2 separate regions of the Rattus norvegicus genome follow, and region 2 is linked to region 1. The links are chromatin contacts, called in public Hi-C maps. All regions are on one chromosome and are shown on one strand. The core of a region is the stretch at or near the end of the contact, and the rest is flanking DNA. Distances in the headings are between cores, read along the strand shown.

Evidence for each region. A called contact is a pair of places that touch in the nucleus more often than the background predicts.
Region 2: a contact with region 1 is called in a Hi-C map of the A7r5 cell line, with 1.5 times the contacts expected there. The contact joins the enhancer-like site here to the promoter of Kalrn in region 1. A contact is called at or near these places in 2 of 12 Hi-C or Micro-C datasets (the A7r5 cell line and frontal cortex).

The regions. Positions count from the first base shown.
Region 1 is chr11:79,758,203-79,763,052 of GRCr8, forward strand. Kalrn (kalirin, RhoGEF kinase) reads left to right here and starts at 1,959. Exons shown (of 60, transcript NM_032062.2): 1 at 1,959-2,025. The coding sequence starts at 1,959.
Region 2 is chr11:79,881,638-79,886,487 of GRCr8, forward strand. The region is part of intron 2 of Kalrn (kalirin, RhoGEF kinase); the gene reads left to right. Among named protein-coding and RNA genes, the nearest start is that of Kalrn, 120 kb to the left of the region's middle. Within about 2 kb of position 2,089, at least 23 of the 93 cell types and tissues checked have an H3K27ac peak or open chromatin away from gene starts, as enhancers often do. A contact at or near this core is called in the A7r5 cell line, where this site is marked.

The sequences.
Region 1 (4,850 bases), core at 709-3,208:
ATTTAAGGCAGTAACAAAATTGCACTAACAGAGCCTGAGAGGTATCTCCTTGGGTGGTGAGGACTCCGCTGTGTCCCACAGCTGCCCTTTAAGAGGTAAGAAGGATACTGGGCAGGGCAAGGGGTGGAGATTGTGGCTCCACCTACTTTCTCCCTCTTCCTGCTAGTTCCTGGACGTGCCTCCTGCCTAGTCTGAGTCCTTTAGAAACATGCAAACTATTTCTTTTGGCTCTTTTAAAGGAAGGCTTATGGGGCTCTGTGGGAATAGCAGAAATGAGTGGGGGTGGGCTGGAGAGCACCAAGACGCCCTACTTAAAGGATTGAAGCCAACCGAGAGTAAAATTCCAGGCTGAACAGCTTCCTCTTGGGTTTGACCCAATGGGTGATGAGTCCCAGAAATGGCAGATGCTGGAGGAGAGCCCCTTTGACTCCAGATGCCTGATGGAGACCAGGAGGCTGGGAGTAGAAGCTGCCATAGGTAAGCCGAAAAACAGCTGTGGGGAATGTGCACTTGGCTGTTGAATGGAGGTGCTCTACACCTGGAGTCCCCTCTGCTTTCCTTTCTGTGATCAGGATCCCCTGTCACCCGAGGGACAGCCTTCTCATGTAAGTGGCCAGCCTACTGACCAAGCAGCCTCAAGGGAGGCAAGAATAGAGCACTCTGCTCCTGCTCTTGAAACGTCTGCAAGCCTGAGTCAGTGTCCAGAGGCTGACGTGCTACAGTCAAGCGATAGTCAACGCTTCTCCTGCCTTCCACGTGGAAAGGTGTGGGTTACCTAGAATCCCTTGCTTGTTCTTTCAGTCAGTCGACACTCACTTGCATTAAAGATTGAAGTAAAAGTCACTTGAATGCTTCTGAGATAAGGCACTACATTAGGCACCTTGAAGATTAAGGAGCAGATCTGAACTCCATGTCGTTTATGTTTCGGTAAGGTAGACAAATTGTATACAGAAGAGAAAGTGGATTGAAGATGACGTATAAAGGAAGGAAGATTGGGGACGGCCTGGACTCTGTGGCATTTGAGTCAGACATTGGAAGATTTAGGGTTTGACCCTAAGAAGGGGTACGGAGAGAAGGGGCCCTGACAGGAGGTATTGGATCAGGGGCATAGGATTAGAAGGTCAGAACTATAGCGAACCATTTTGTAGGGGCAGGGGAGAAGGGCAAAGAGAACCTTTTGTCTGCTTCACTTACCTGTGACACCAGGAGCTTCCCTCCTTCGTGCTGAGCCTCATAGTTCCTCTGTGAATAAAATGCTGGTCTTTCCAGTCATAGAGGAGGAAGCTGAGGCAGAAGGCCAAGAGGTGTTAAGTAAGAACCAGGATTTGAACTTGAAAGTAGCATTGCAGTGCCCAGTCTCTCCTTAATAGAATCTCTGAGGGGAAGTAGGGAGAAAGGACCCACAAGCCCTTTTCTAGTTGTGAGGGTCTAACAGATTTGGACAGGGAGCACCTGAGGTCCTCACAACGAGGCAGTCGGACTCCTGGACTTTTTGGACTGATTCCAGAGTCCAGGATGGTTGAGCATCTGGCTTCTCATTCATCCAACTATTGGGAGAGCCACTGGCCTCTGTGTGGGAGGAGATACTAGAATGAAATTTTAAACGTGGCCTTCTCTGTGGATTTTCATTCCCAGGGCTACCTCAAACCTTGCTACTGTGCAAGAGCCCTCCCTGACTCCCTCCCCCGCACTCCAGCCTCCCCTGGGGTTCATGCAGGCTCAGTCTGCACACGGCGTGTTCTGCATTTGCTCCTTTGTTGCTGTGAAACGGGCTCACAGCACAGTCAGCCCCTGTGTGGGAGGACTGGTGGCTGTCTTTACAGGCAGGCATTTGCTTAGAGCAGGCTGCGTGTGAGCCCAACACCCGAGAATCTGCCCTCCTTGAGTCGGTGGTGGTGGTGGTGGTGGGATGAGGCTCTGCCCTGGAGACTGGCTGTGAAGGATGAGTTCAGGGTGGGATGACGGACCGCTTCTGGGACCAGTGGTATCTTTGGTATCTCCGCTTGCTTCGGCTTCTGGATCGAGGTATCCTGAGTGCGTATCTGGTCGTGTGTCTCTCTGTGTATGGGTGTATGTATATAAGCATATGTGTGTGAGAGAGGCATAGACAGAGAAAGGGATAGCAGAGATGGGAGTGGAGGGGCAAGAGAAAGAAGAGGGCATGGAGCAATGGCAAGCAGCCAACCTACAGCAGATGAAAGAGGGGCTGTTTTCCTGGGGACATGACCTAGCTGGGCGTGGGGAGCACAGAATCATTTGGGGGACAGCTGTACAGCACAGTCAGGTTTCTTGCTGGGGTTTTTCACCCAGCAACTTAAACTGTCTTTCGGGGCTCTCTACAGAGCACATGGGAAGTGATGCAGGGAGGAGAATGGTCCCTGCAGCTGAATGCTGGGGGAGACCTTTGCTGATCCCTCTCTCAGTCCAGCTCTGTGACCATAGCTGGATTTGTGTGTTCCTCTGAGCTTGTTTCCCCATCTGCGAAATGGGCATCCAGGCCCTATCTGCCATCGTTGTTGCTTCATTCCTGCATGTAAAATGTGCCGTCACCTCTAGTGTGCACACTAGGTACTCAGTTAATGCAAAGTTCCCCCGTGCCTGGCTCTCGTCAGCATCATAGAGCTACAGCACTCGTCCTGGGGACAGCTCCCTTTGTGGCCTGTCTGTAGATAGAGTCCTCGAGAATTTGTGGTTAGGGAAAAGAGAGCCAGCTCGACTCGTCAAGTTACTCTGACCTTAATACACGTCAGCCACCTTTATTGCTGCAATCAAATATCCTGGTGCTTTCCCACAAGTCCAGACCCTCCACTGTAAAGAAAGACCACTAGGAACTTCATGTAGCAATTGCTTTTTAAAATGTTGGCTGTGCATTCGAAAGCTTTTGGCTCCTTTAAGAAGTTTTGGCAAGAGCGAGACAAAATCTTTCATGAAAATATGGTCCTGGCAAAGCTCTGCTACCCACCTCAAACAATATCCCTCTCATCAGGGGTCGTCTCAGGTCCAGCCGGAGGCAGATACCAGGTGGAAGCAGAGCTGCCCAGAGCAGGTGTGCCGGGGCTTTATCGGAGGAGAAATCAAAGATGGAGGGACCCAAGCCAGCATACATGGGAAGCAGGCTTTCGAGAGCACCCAGAAACACCTCTGGGAAGCCAGACTTGAGATGAGATGAGGATAGAGAAGGGAGCCAGGACTTTGTGATGGTGGAGCTCAAAGATGGGGGAGGGTAAGACAACCACCTCTTTTCTGTGTGATCTCAGCAAGTTATCACCCCCCACCCCCATGTCTCTGTGTCTCCTCTCCTCCCATTATAAAAAGAGATGGCTACAGCAATGATGCCCATTTGAGGCGTCCCTGTAGGGGTTAAGTGAGAGGTCCCAGTGCCAGGAACAAAATGCCCCTTGACTGTTAGGGCTCATCAACATCTAGTTCCCACTCTCCTGCCGACTTCCCGGGAAAGGCAGGAACAGGTGGCATGCAGCAGCCCAGAGCTGAGTAAGCTGCGGAAGAGCTGTGAGAGGCATGGAAACAATGTATATTCTTGTGAACAGAGGCCATGCTCAGATTAGCATATCATACCAATTTAAAGAAGAAACTAGATGCCAAAATATAAGTTATATTTATTTTCAATTTTCACAAAATGCTGGAACCCATGAACTGCCAACTTGTTCCAAGTACTAGCTTCATTACTCTCTAAGGGTCCTTGAATAAATAATTTGTCTTCAGCTCATCAGTCTTGGCTCAAAAAAAATGGGAGCATTAGTAATACCTACACCATACAGTTTGCAGGATCTCACATGATGAATTTGTGGATTTTCGGGTTCCCTAAATAGCAGAAATTGGCTGCCAGAAATGTGCATTCGTGCCGGCACGTTTGACCGTAGCGTGCATTCGCTATGGTCATTCCTGTAAACAGTGTCTCTAGGGGCTTCCTTAACATGAGGTCCAGACTGTTAGGGTCTCTGCTATCAATCAGGGCTGTTTTGGGTTGGACATTGCTCATGTCGCTCAGCTTTAGTTACTAGGTAACACAGTATTCTAAATGCCCACATGATACACATATATCAACGTTCAAACAGGATTCTTCCTATAGCAACTACTGTAATGCTAGCCGTCCTGGCATAGGAAATGGCACGTTGTGCAGATTGAGCTGGCTTGTGAGAAACGCTCAGCAAACATTAGTTGGATAAATGAGTGGATGAGCGAAGGGCCTGCCTTCCAGAGCAGCGAAGAGATTTCCCTCAGGTCTCCAGGGAAACAGAATGCAGCTCCCTTCCTCTGTTTTAGGATTTTCTTTTTTATCTCCTTTGCCATTGCTCTGCCTTATGTCATCTTGAAAGCCATGGGCCTCGAGAAAGTAAGGAGGGACTAAGGGATGAAAAGAGGCAGGGGATGATGGGTTGATCCCAGGAAATTGAAATGACGGACAGGCTGTTTGCTCTGGTTGGCTGCGACCGGAGGAAAGGTGAATCTGTGACTTAACACACTTAAAAAGGGAGGAGACATCAGAACGCACTGCGGAGCAGGAACAAACTTTACAGAAAACAACCATGCGTGCTCTCTTAGACACACATTCCCATCTCCCCTGTCATTGTTCAGCTAATGGTCAGGCTTGAAAACTAAGTCTGTTGTTTTTGAGAGCATGACTGAACTGTATACAAGGAGTTATTTGATAAGGGTGTGCCAGCCTGTTCATACCCTACATTTTGATGATTTATTCTCATTAGTAACAGATACAGTTTTTACTTTGTGTGTGCTGGATGTTTATCAACTCTACTGCTATGATCTGGGCTTGTAGACATTGGCTGAGGAGATAGTGGCCATGATGGAGACAACGTCGGCCAGAGGAGAAA
Region 2 (4,850 bases), core at 839-3,338, 120 kb after region 1:
TGTGTGTCTGTGTGTGTGTCTGTGTGTGTGTCTGTTTGTGTCTGTGTGTGTCCGTGCATGGGTGTCTGTGTGTCTATGTCTGTGTTTCTGCGTGTGTGTGTCTGTGTGTATGTATGTCTGTGTGTGTGTCTGTTTGTGTTTGTGTGTGTGTCTGTGTCTGTGTGTGTGTGTCTGTTTGTGTCTGTGTGTGTGTCCGTGCGTGGGTGTCTGTGTGTCTGTGTCTGTGTTTCTGCGTGTGCGTGTATGTGTCTGTGTGTTCACTCACTGTCCTTTATGAGAGGAGACACGTTAGCAGTTAGGTTCGTAGTGGCTGCTTCATCCCTCCAGTGACAGGCAGAGGAAAGGGGACCCTGACCTTACCTGGAGACTCCGGAGGACACTTGCAGCAATAGGCAGGTCCAGACACAGCTCACAACCCTGCAGCCTGACTTGCTCTCTCTGGGGGGGCCACCGGGGCACCCTGAGAGGTTCCAGTAGGAGGAGTGTATCTACCTCACGTGTTCCCCAGGGTTTCATGTTGTTTCTTAGTGGGTCCACAAACAGGAGGGGGTTTTGTTGTTTGTTTGTTTTGTTGTGGTTGTTGTTTGTGGGCATTGTTTGGTTTTGTTGTTGTTGCTTGGTTTGGATTCTCGTTTGCTTTCTTAGCAAATGGAAACAAAAGTGTCTGTATTCTCAAGTTTTGTTCCTGGTTTGTTTTATTTGTTTTGTGAACTCCCAAATATTTATTCCTCATGGCACTCCCAGCCTATCCTATGCACCTGGGCCTCTCGACATCTCATTTGGTATTAGGGATCTTCAGCCTTCTGGCCAGCTACACTTCTTGTAAACAGTTCACTTGGACCCAGCCACACATGCTTTATTAGGTAGAGTGTATATTTCCCATGATGTCACACACTTGGTGACTGAATTGGATTCCTTCTTGGTCAGAACTTGGCAGATCCTGATCCTGGGCTGGGTGCTGACAGTAGGAGCTATACAGAGAGTAACTATGGTGTACACCTTGTAGACAGAGCCTTTGTTTCTTAGGTTTTTTGGTCTGAATGACTAGCCGTGGAGCCATGGGCTGTGAGTGAGCTTGCTTCCGTAGTAGGGTAACTCACTCCATAGGCCCTGCTGGCTCAGCTCATGTACAGCAACTACCACAGAAGGAAAGGAGAGGAGGGGAGGTCCTCTGTAGGAAGGGAAACCATATTTGAGCTGTCTCTGCCTTACCAGAGAAGGGAGAACAGCAAGTCTGTGTGGCATGGGAGGTGAGGCAGACATGTGCTAGGTACACAGGAACCTTTGTAAGATACTGTGTGTATTCTGTAACAGTGGGTGGACTGGTATTCTCTCGCAATTGTTGCTGTTGAAACAACTGAGATCCAGAGGCTGCCTTGCCCTGTTTGTGTCATGGGGTGAGCCCTTCGTCACTAAAGATTTAGAGGCATAGTAGAACAGCCTTGCGGTGTGATTCTAGCACAGAGGCATGTATGTGACAAAGTAAACTAGGATTTGCAGTGCCTACTGAACTCTGAAAAGACCCCGTAGGGACGTCCTGGTGGCCTCTGTGCATCCATTTGCCTTGGGCCCCACAGTCTTGATCCCTAGAACAGGTTTACAGTCCACTTCCTTCTGTTGTATGGCCCTTTGTTAAGATGGCGGTGTCAGTGTCATTCCTATCCCTTGGATGTCCTGCTGATGCCTCTGTTAATCTCATGACAGATGTTTTCCTTCCCAATCTTTCTCATACCTGCCAGCTTGAGCCTCTCCTCTCCTTCACAAGCTATATTCCACTCCCCCTCCTCCAGAAGCTCTTTTAGACCTAGCCTATCTTTTCTGACACCATCTTGTTCTGCATCCATTCAGGGACTATGAAGACAGATATAATATGTTCTGATATGGGGACCCTTGTTTCATTGTTAGTGGCTTGCTTTCCTATGTAGGTCAATTGGATGTGAATGGGGACAAGTCAGGCCTAGGACAGAGGTAGGGCATTGACCTTATTGAACTCATGGAGGTCGTTTGCCAGAAAGGCAGTCAGGGATAAGGAAGGTAGGAACTGGCAGTGTGCCGCTCACTGCTATACTCTGGAATGAGCCAAGCCTGACTCATCTATGCTTGCCCGGTCAGGAGCTTCTAAGCTTAGGGAACATTGCCCTCAGTGCCTGGGAAGGACACTGAAGGTGATTGGGAGATAATGATTGACTACATTCCAAGAAAGAAAGCAGAAACTGATTTCCCTATTCTATACACGCCGAGTCAGGAAACACAACACAAAAATAGAATCAAGCAGAGAAATCCTGAGTTAAATAATGCAGTGTGGCAGACACATTTCATTCTGAGAGCAAAGCCAGGAGCATGGTAGGCAGAGAAACGGACCATTTGCTGCACCCGCCCTCCTCTGCCAGCATCTTGCCTCTGCCCAGGTAAAATAAAGCATGTTACCATGACAACGGACATCTGGAATAGTCTGGGACAGCCCAACCACTTCTGCAGGCGGGCATGTGGGTGTGTGACAGTGGCTGTTTCTGTCCCTTGGTGCCTCTGTTGTCTTAGTCCTGCTCCATTGTGTTCTATGGTTCGCAGCCCCGGGGTTCTGGCCTCCCACTCACAGCACCCCATCCCTTCTTTCTGCCTAGCCCTCCTACATGGGACCCACTATATCCCTAGGATCCTCACACGCTTACACCCTGCCTCTGGCCACCTTCTGGTGATACCTCGATGCTACTGGGGACAACCTTTTGTACTCTGGGCCTCAGGGTTTCAGAGTATGTTCCTTAGATGATCTTTGAAACTGAGGAGAGAAGTTTGGGGATGGCTGAATCTTAAAGTCCTCCCACCCTCGACTTGGACCATCCATCAAAGCATGTTAACATTTAACTCTGTAAAAATCCTACAATAACCAACTTTCTCTAGTCTAACGTGGCATTTCCAACTACAAAATAACCTTATTCCCTTTGAGGGGGGAAAAAAAAAACTCCTGTGAATCCGTTAAAACCGTGCAGAGAGCTGTGCTATTGTTATGTGAATCCAACTTTCCGTACGCTTCCTGAGATCTGTCTCCCTCCTACGCCACATCCATCTGCTGCCCGAACTGGAGCTTGCTGCCTCCCGAGAGTGTGAGGCCTCCCTACTTTTAGTCAATGAAACATCAACGTCTCTCACTTTGGGCCTTCCTCCTTCCTCAGCCCTTGCTTTCCTGTCTACACAGAAGGAGAGCGGTTGGCATTTCTAGAAGGCACAACCCCCTCCCATTCCCCACATCCTTATCCTGTAGCTCCTACCACCGAAGCCTTGCACAGGTAGCTAAAGGCCGAGAACTTGCTGCACAAGTCGTTGGTTCTATTAAAGACGTGCATCTGTGATGCTTGTAATATGTCCGTGTTTCCTCTCTCATATGTTCAGCAACCTTGGGGTGCCATGCTCCATCTCTGCTGATCTCCTCAGGCCAATAGTGTGTTGGTTATTATCAGTGATCCGCCTTAGTGGATAGTCAGCCTCTGGACACCAGGGTCTTAAGTCTGTTTCTCCTGTGGTCAGCCATGATTTTGACCTCTGATATATCATCTGTAGCCTTGTTCTCCTGCCTTTGACATGTTTGGTTGACAGGATAGATGGCAGAGGGCCCATCCTCTTGGGATCGCCTGGTGTAGCAGAGCAGACCTCACCCTCCCCTGCTCCTCCTAGGCACATTCTTCCCCAGATCTACTCTGCCATCACAGAATGGGGCCCGGACAGACGCTGTCTCTCAGCATCTATCTTTGAAGCCCTTTTTGTCCCCATTCCTATGGAATGGTTTCTACTGGCAATGGTTGTGTGGCCTTGACCTCATTAGCCTACCTTGGCCTTGACAGGTGGTGTCGGTCTCTCATTTTGCTCTGAGGCAGGCTGAGCTAGCCTCCTCCGTGACTTTATTTTCTTCTCCCTCCTGGGTTCTGCAACGTGCCTTAGAAAGACTATCATCTGAGTGCTGGGTCCTTCGTCTTGTACCCTGTGAGGCCTCATGCCATCCATTGACCCGGCTTCCCAGCGTAATGCTGCTCTTCCTCTGCACTTCCTCCTCTTCTTTACTCTGGGATTTTGTTTTCCATTCTGAAAAAGACAAGTTCGACGCCGCCTCCCTTTCTGGCCTCTTGATCCACACAAGAGAGACACCTTTGGAGACAAAAGAGGCAATTTCCCACCTTTGAAGGCTCCTTACATACTCAGAACCTTACTTCGTGCTGTGCGTGGTTCTGTAACTCTTATCAATCACTCTCTCTGCTCGCCCTCTGCCCATGCAAGTCTCTGTTCCTCAGGGTCCCCTAGCCCTAGATATATGGTTATCCATGGAAGGTCAAAGAGAAAGTTAGCAGTTGTGACAGACAGATACAACACACACATACACACACACACACACACACACACACACACACACACACACACACACACACAAATGCTTACAGTGTTGAGATCAACGCTAGCAGAGAAGGATGTCTGAGAGCCTCCAGTTTCTGAGAATTTGTCTGTCTAACCCTTCTGTTTCCTTGAATCACAGTTGGGAGATAAGGACTCTCTCCTCCCAAGGCAGATGATATGAAGGTGGTTGTCGATGCAGAAAGCCAGGACTGAGAATATGAAAGGTCTAGAGTTGGAAAGTCTGTGGCTCATCTCTGTATCTGCACAAAGCCTCTGGAGAGGGAACTAGATGCTGATCATGCTTGGTGGTTTGATTTTGTTTAATCCTCTCTCGCCTGCAGCCTCCCCAGTCATCTTTGTGTGGTGTGGTGTGACTTGTTGTGGTGTGGCATGGTGTGTGTGTGTGTGTGTGTGTGTGTGTGTGTGTGTGTATGATTGCATGTGTGAATACATGAATGTGAGAATGCATG